Regions from separate parts of the Sus scrofa genome. Here region 2 is linked to region 1. A link is a contact called in public HiChIP or PLAC-seq data. All regions are on one chromosome and are shown on one strand. The core of a region is the stretch at or near the end of the contact, and the rest is flanking DNA. Distances in the headings are between cores, read along the strand shown. Region 1 holds the start of RHOF (ras homolog family member F, filopodia associated). Region 2 holds the start of TMEM120B (transmembrane protein 120B).

The links. HiChIP or PLAC-seq counts read pairs in DNA pulled down with a chosen protein or histone mark.
Region 2: a contact with region 1 is called in an H3K27ac HiChIP or PLAC-seq map of skeletal muscle. The contact joins the promoter of TMEM120B here to the promoter of RHOF in region 1. A contact is called at or near these places in 2 of 5 promoter capture datasets (fetal skeletal muscle and liver), 7 of 47 Hi-C or Micro-C datasets (blood, embryonic fibroblasts, heart right ventricle and 2 more) and 2 of 2 datasets of contacts at active chromatin or transcription factors (alveolar macrophages and skeletal muscle).

The regions. Positions count from the first base shown.
Region 1 is chr14:30,895,117-30,898,136 of Sscrofa11.1, reverse strand. It overlaps RHOF (ras homolog family member F, filopodia associated), which reads right to left and starts at 1,737. Exons shown (of 5, transcript NM_001123190.1): 1 at 1,600-1,737; 2 at 1,206-1,293. The coding sequence starts at 1,737.
Region 2 is chr14:30,956,008-30,958,719 of Sscrofa11.1, reverse strand. It overlaps TMEM120B (transmembrane protein 120B), which reads left to right and starts at 1,370. Exons shown (of 13, transcript XM_021073234.1): 1 at 1,370-1,653. The coding sequence starts at 1,385.

The sequences.
Region 1 (3,020 bases), core at 488-2,987:
AGGGCCCTCATCCAACAAGAGAGGGTCCCTAGAGGCCATTGTAGTGGGGGGACACACCCCTACAAAGTCAGGAATGGAGGTGGGGCAGGGAGAGCCCTTTTCCCCATCATCTCCGGGGTGGAATGAGAGATACTACGGGCAGCCTTGTGCGGGTGGGGTGGGGGGGAGGTGATCCTGGATTTTAGCCCCATCCAAGGCCAGTCAGAAGACTTCACCTCCAACATACAAGGCCTGGCTAACAGGGCAAGGAGCACCTGATGACATGGTTCCACACAGGTCACTAAACACTGAGTCACAGAGGCTGGGTGAGGCCCCAGCTGGGAATCCTGACCTTTGCCCCTAGTGCTGATTCAGCCAAGAGGGGAGTCAGGGCAGCATGGAAGCTCCCCCAGGGTACTAGGTACCCAAATCCTTCCATTGGCCATGCTCTTCCCACCCATCCCCCAACAATAGGAAGGATAATGACTGTGCCGCAATTAGCATAAATACACTTGCCTTAGGAGCTGCAGGTGGCAGAGAGCCTTATTTTGCCAGCCAACCGCCCCCCCCCTCCCCCCGCCACAGCTCTGTTCCTTCTTCAGGGCCTGATTCCTTCCCAGGGAACCAAGAAGAAACAGAACTGTAGCCACAGAATTCTAGAATCACAGGCTCAAAATTGTAGATCACAGAGTTCCAGATCCATGCCCATGGAATCCCAGAAACACGAGATTCAGAATTTATACCCATAGGGCCCTGGAGCCTCAGGACTGCTGGCCACAGAATCCTGGAGTCACAGAGTATTCTGGAACATAGGACCCAGAAATGCAGCCCACTGAATCGTACGCACCAGGGGACTCAAATCTGAAGCCCACGGAATCTTAAGAGATCACAGCATGTAGCACACAAAATCCTGAAACTTTGGTAAGCAGAAGCAAAGCCCACGGCTTTCTAGAACCACAGGAGAGGAACGAAGCTGTGAGCTCCCGGGAGGACATCAGCACTAGGAGGTGCCCCTGGAGCTCACCTCCTCCAAATACTCGGCCTCCAGCACCACCCAGCTAGGCGGTGGTCAACTGGCTCCCAGCCAGCGCCCCTCCGCGGCCTCCAGGAGTGACAGGATGTCAGAGCCCCAGAGAGACTGGAGGGCGGGGACGTTCCGCGGGGGATGCCGGTCAGGGAAACCCTTCCGGCAGACCCTAGGACCCCGGCTGCGCAGGCGCACTCACCGGCAGTGTCGTAGAGGTTCAGGGTCACCTCCTTGCTGCCCACCGTCACTCTGGCTGTGTACTTCTCGAACACGGATGGGGCATAGTGCTGTCGGAGGAGGGGTCGGGTTGTGGTTCTTAAGGGGTGCGACGGGAGCCCAGGGCCCAACTGGACCCCCATCCTCCACCTTCATCCCCTCATTCTGCTGGGCCCAGACATCTCTTTGCTAGGCTCTGGAATTCCCGAGGGGGCGCCCCGGGGTGACAGCCGCTTCTCCGTGCGCAGGATGCTGAGGACCTGGACCCGGGGCTCAAGCTGAAGACCGTTCCTCGTCCCCAGTGGTCCCAAGTCCATCCCCACCGCCCCTAACCTACCTGCCTCCAGTCTTCCCCCCCACCCCGGGGCGGGCCTCACCTCGGGGAAGGAGCCCTGGCTGTACACCATGAGCAATGAAGTCTTGCCGCAGCCGCCATCGCCCACGATCACAATCTTCAGCTCCTTCCGGCCCGGGCCTGGCGCGGCGGTCGGGGCCGGGGCCCCAGGGGTGTCCATAGCCCGCAGCCGGCAGCACTGGCGGCAGCGCGCAGGGAAGAGCGCTGGGGTTGAGCGAACGAAGCGGGGGCGGGCCCGGAGGCGGGGCTAAAATGAGCCCCGCCCTCGGAAAAAGACACCACCTCCGCCAGGCAGTCAACCGGGTCGACCTCCCAGCCTGTTTCCTTCCTGCTAGGGTCTCAGGCCAGTCTTCACTTTTCATTCCCAGGGAAACTGAGGCAACTGAAAAAGCGCTCAGCCGCAAGCGCAGCTCCTATTCCCCCCCCACTAGTCACGGCGCGCCCCCAACCGGCAAGATACGACGTTTCCATTCCTCCCTACCCAGCACCTTTGATTGGCAGACTGTCTTCGGGCACGGACCCTCTGATAGGCCGACTCGGCCTCCTCCAATCCGACAAGGACCCTTTGATTGGCGGATTGTCTCCCAGCGGGTTCGAGGAGTCTAGATCTCAAGCTCTCAGCTTTGCCCCGCCCCAACTAGGTGGCCTAGGGGAAGTCTGACCTCTCCCCCAAGAAAGTAGCGTCGGCGGTGCCAGGGAAGATCAGGGTATGGAGGTCGTGTCTGCCCATCAGATACCTGCTTGTGTGCGGGGATCAGCAGTTACGCTTACCTATCACTCCGCCCCCAAAGGTGGAGGTCTGGCGCCCTCTGCCGGGCGATTGCCTCGGCGCCGCGAATTTGGAAACAGGTGAGCGGCCCCAGAACAATACCCTTTCGAGGGTTGGCCCCAAACCACGCAAGCTGAAGCCTCTTTCTAGCAAGGCCCAGAACCGTGAACCAAGCAAGACTTCGTCGAGGAGGGAACGGGGAAAGCGAGGGTAGATCTAGTTGAGATCAGCTGGGCCCTGTTCTGCCCACTTTGGAGACTAACAACCCCTCTCCCACAAAGAAATTTGTGTTCTTCAGCCAGCAGCCACACACATCCTTAATCCCAAGCTCTCTCCCCATCCCTCCCAACTCCTCACCAAAGCTATTTATTGAGCCTTGGCCCTGGACAGGTACTCTCAGGATGGCTGGCTGAGATCACCCCTGCCTTCCAACCCTTACCTCCTTGCGACCTCGGGCTGTCTTTTGCCCAGAGGTCAGGAGTGGCAGAGGGAACCCCTGGAGCAAGTACATGCCAAGCAAGTACCCAGACATGGCTAGGCGAGAGAGGTCTTTCCCAGCTGGGTAGGACCACTAGTAGTTCCCTCAGGAAAGGGCTGGCAGCACTCAGGATCTTCTTAACCCCACTTCACCTGGAAGATTCCCCACTTCCAAGTTCTCAACAAGGATCAGGTAA
Region 2 (2,712 bases), core at 121-2,620, 61 kb before region 1:
AGAGGAGACTTGAACCTCTGGGTGTTCAGGAAAAGGTTTTTTTTTTTGTTTGTTTGTTTTTCCAGAGGTTGTTACAGGTTGACTGTGTCCCTCAGAAAGATATGTCGAAATCGTAATACCCACTACATCAGGAGTGACCTTATTTGTTTTTGTTTTGTTTTGTTTGCCAATGCCTGCAGCATGTGGAAGTTCCTGGGGCCAGGGACTTGAACCCAAGCCACAGAAATGACCTGAGCTGCTGCAACACCTGATCCTTAACCTGCTGCACCACAAGAGGATACCAGAAGTGACCTTGTTTGGAACTACAGTCTTTGCAAATATAATTAGTTAAACTGAGATGAGTTCATGCTGGAGTCGGGTGAACTCTTAATCCAAGGAGATTTGTGTCCTTATAAGAGGAAAGGACTCACAGAGACAGACACACAGGGAAGGAGGCCATGTAAAGAGAGACAGAGATTGGAGAGGTGAAGTGAGAGCCAGGGAATGCTAAGAATTGATGGCCACCACCTTAAGCTATGAAGAACCAAGGAAAGATTCTACCCAGAGTCTCAGAGGGAGCATGACCTTGCCGATTTGATTTCTCACTTCTAGCCTCCAGAACTGTGAGAGAATACATTTCTGTTTAAGCCACTCAGTTTGTGGGACATCATCCAGTTTGTGGTTAGGGCAGCCCTAGGAAACTAATACAGGTATTATTTGACCTAAGGCTAGAATGATGAGAAAAAGGCAACCATATGAACATTTAGAGGGAAAACTGTTCCAGGCAAGGGCAGGAAGAAAAAAATGTGGCTGGAGAGTATTGATCTAGGGTGGGTGAGAAAGGAAATGTCACTGGAAAGCTAGGCAGGGATAAATCTTGCAGGATCGTGCTGAGGACGGAATTTGGATTCAGTTAGCATTGAGATGGTTGTGTTGTTTGATTGACAGAAACAGCTGTCAAGAGAGTGACCCAGAGTCTTAGAGGGCAGGATCTAGGATGTATTAGTTGCAGTAAATAATGACAATACGAGATGACAGGGCGCTGCCCTGCGCTGCCTGGCGACCTTGCTGGACGGTCAATATCAGTTCTAGAATTATAGGCTGTCGTTGGCTTTGGCTCAGTGAAGGCAATGCCAAGGGGTGGTGACCTTTCACTTCTCCCGTTTCCTTTTTCCCTTTCGACCCTAGCCCTTCAAATACACGCGATCTAAGTAAAATAAGCTCTATGAATGCGGCTTGCGGACAAGACACACACACCCGGCCCAGAACCAGGCCAGAGAGATTCTGGAGGCGGAGAAGCATTCCCAAGGGGGTAGCTGCAGAGTGTGCCAAATCCTGCAAAGCTACAGCAATCGCCCGGCAGGCGCGCGGCGTGCGGGGGCGGAGCCGGAGGAGGTGCGTGCGCATGCCCGGGGCTTGCCTCCCGGAGAGGGGGTGGGGCGGGAGCCGGGGCGGGGGCTGTGACGTCAGGTGCGCGCGTGGCTCCGGCTGCGCAGGAACAGCTGGTGCCTCTGAAGGCGGCCGGCGAGCGGACTGGCGTGAGGTGCTGGTGGCCCGCCGCGCCACGCTGCGGGAGCCACCGCCGCCGCCTCGCACCGCTGCACCATGTCCGGCCAGCTGGAGCGTTGCGAGCGCGAGTGGCATGAGCTGGAGGGAGAATTTCAGGAACTGCAGGTAGGACCGGGCCACCTGGTCCCGAAACTGCTACCTGACGTGTAGTGTATTCCCCTTCCTGCTTCGCCAGCCAGGACAGGGGGAACCAGCAGGGCCCAGAGGGTTTCCCCGGCTAGGCCCTGGGGGCTGGTGGTCCTCGTGGGCCAGCTCCCTCTCGTCTCCCTGGACTTCATTTCTTCATCCACCTGGGGCGCCGGGTCGAAGCCCTGGATTCCCCCGCCCTCGCACCGGCTCTTTGCTCCGTACACCTCCTTCGCTGTAGAAAGTTGGTCGGTGGCCTCTGAGGGGAAGTTCCAGGCGTGTCCATGTTGGGGAGGCCTGAGGGGACAGGTATGTGCCGGGACTCAAAGTGCAAGCCCAGCCCCCATCTCCCCCAGGGTCTCCCCAAACCTCACTGCCGCCCACCAGCTGTTTTGGCAGCTGAGGTCCCCCTTTACTCTGGCGGGGCAGCCCGGTCCTCTGCAACTCTATTTTGGTAGATGTGCTTGGGAGCCATTCACCTTGAACCCACAAGCTTTGCGTAAGGGTGAGAGACCCTGTTCTCAGTCTTTGGGGCTCCTGTGTCTGTGTCTGTCTCTCTGACGCTGCTACAGGCCGAGTTTGGCGTTGTGGATGACATCTGTCAGTTCTGACCTAGGTTGCTTCCCTAAGTGATAGAGGGCTCAGCTCTCACCCCTTTGGCCCAGGGTCTTATACTGGGTGGGGTGAGGGTGGGTGTAAGAGAGGCCCCTTGAGAGTATGGCCTGATAGGAGGTTCACAGAGGCCTCAGCCACCTTTTCTGCTAACCAGAGACACCTTAAGAAACCTTGGGGTTGGCCAAGAGGGATGTCTGGGCAGTTTTTGGAGATGGGGCTGTTCCCTCCGGAGCTACTGGATTGTGTTTGTTTTCTCCAGAATTGGGCTCTGTTTGCCTGAAATCATGTGGAGCACCAGCAGCCCACTCCTTCCTAGCCTCAGCTGGAGCAGTGACATTTCCTGTCCATGTAGCTCTTACCTGCAGTTGGTTGGCCTCTTACTGTGTCCAGAGGAGGGAGCAGGGAGATTGGCAAGGGTGTCTG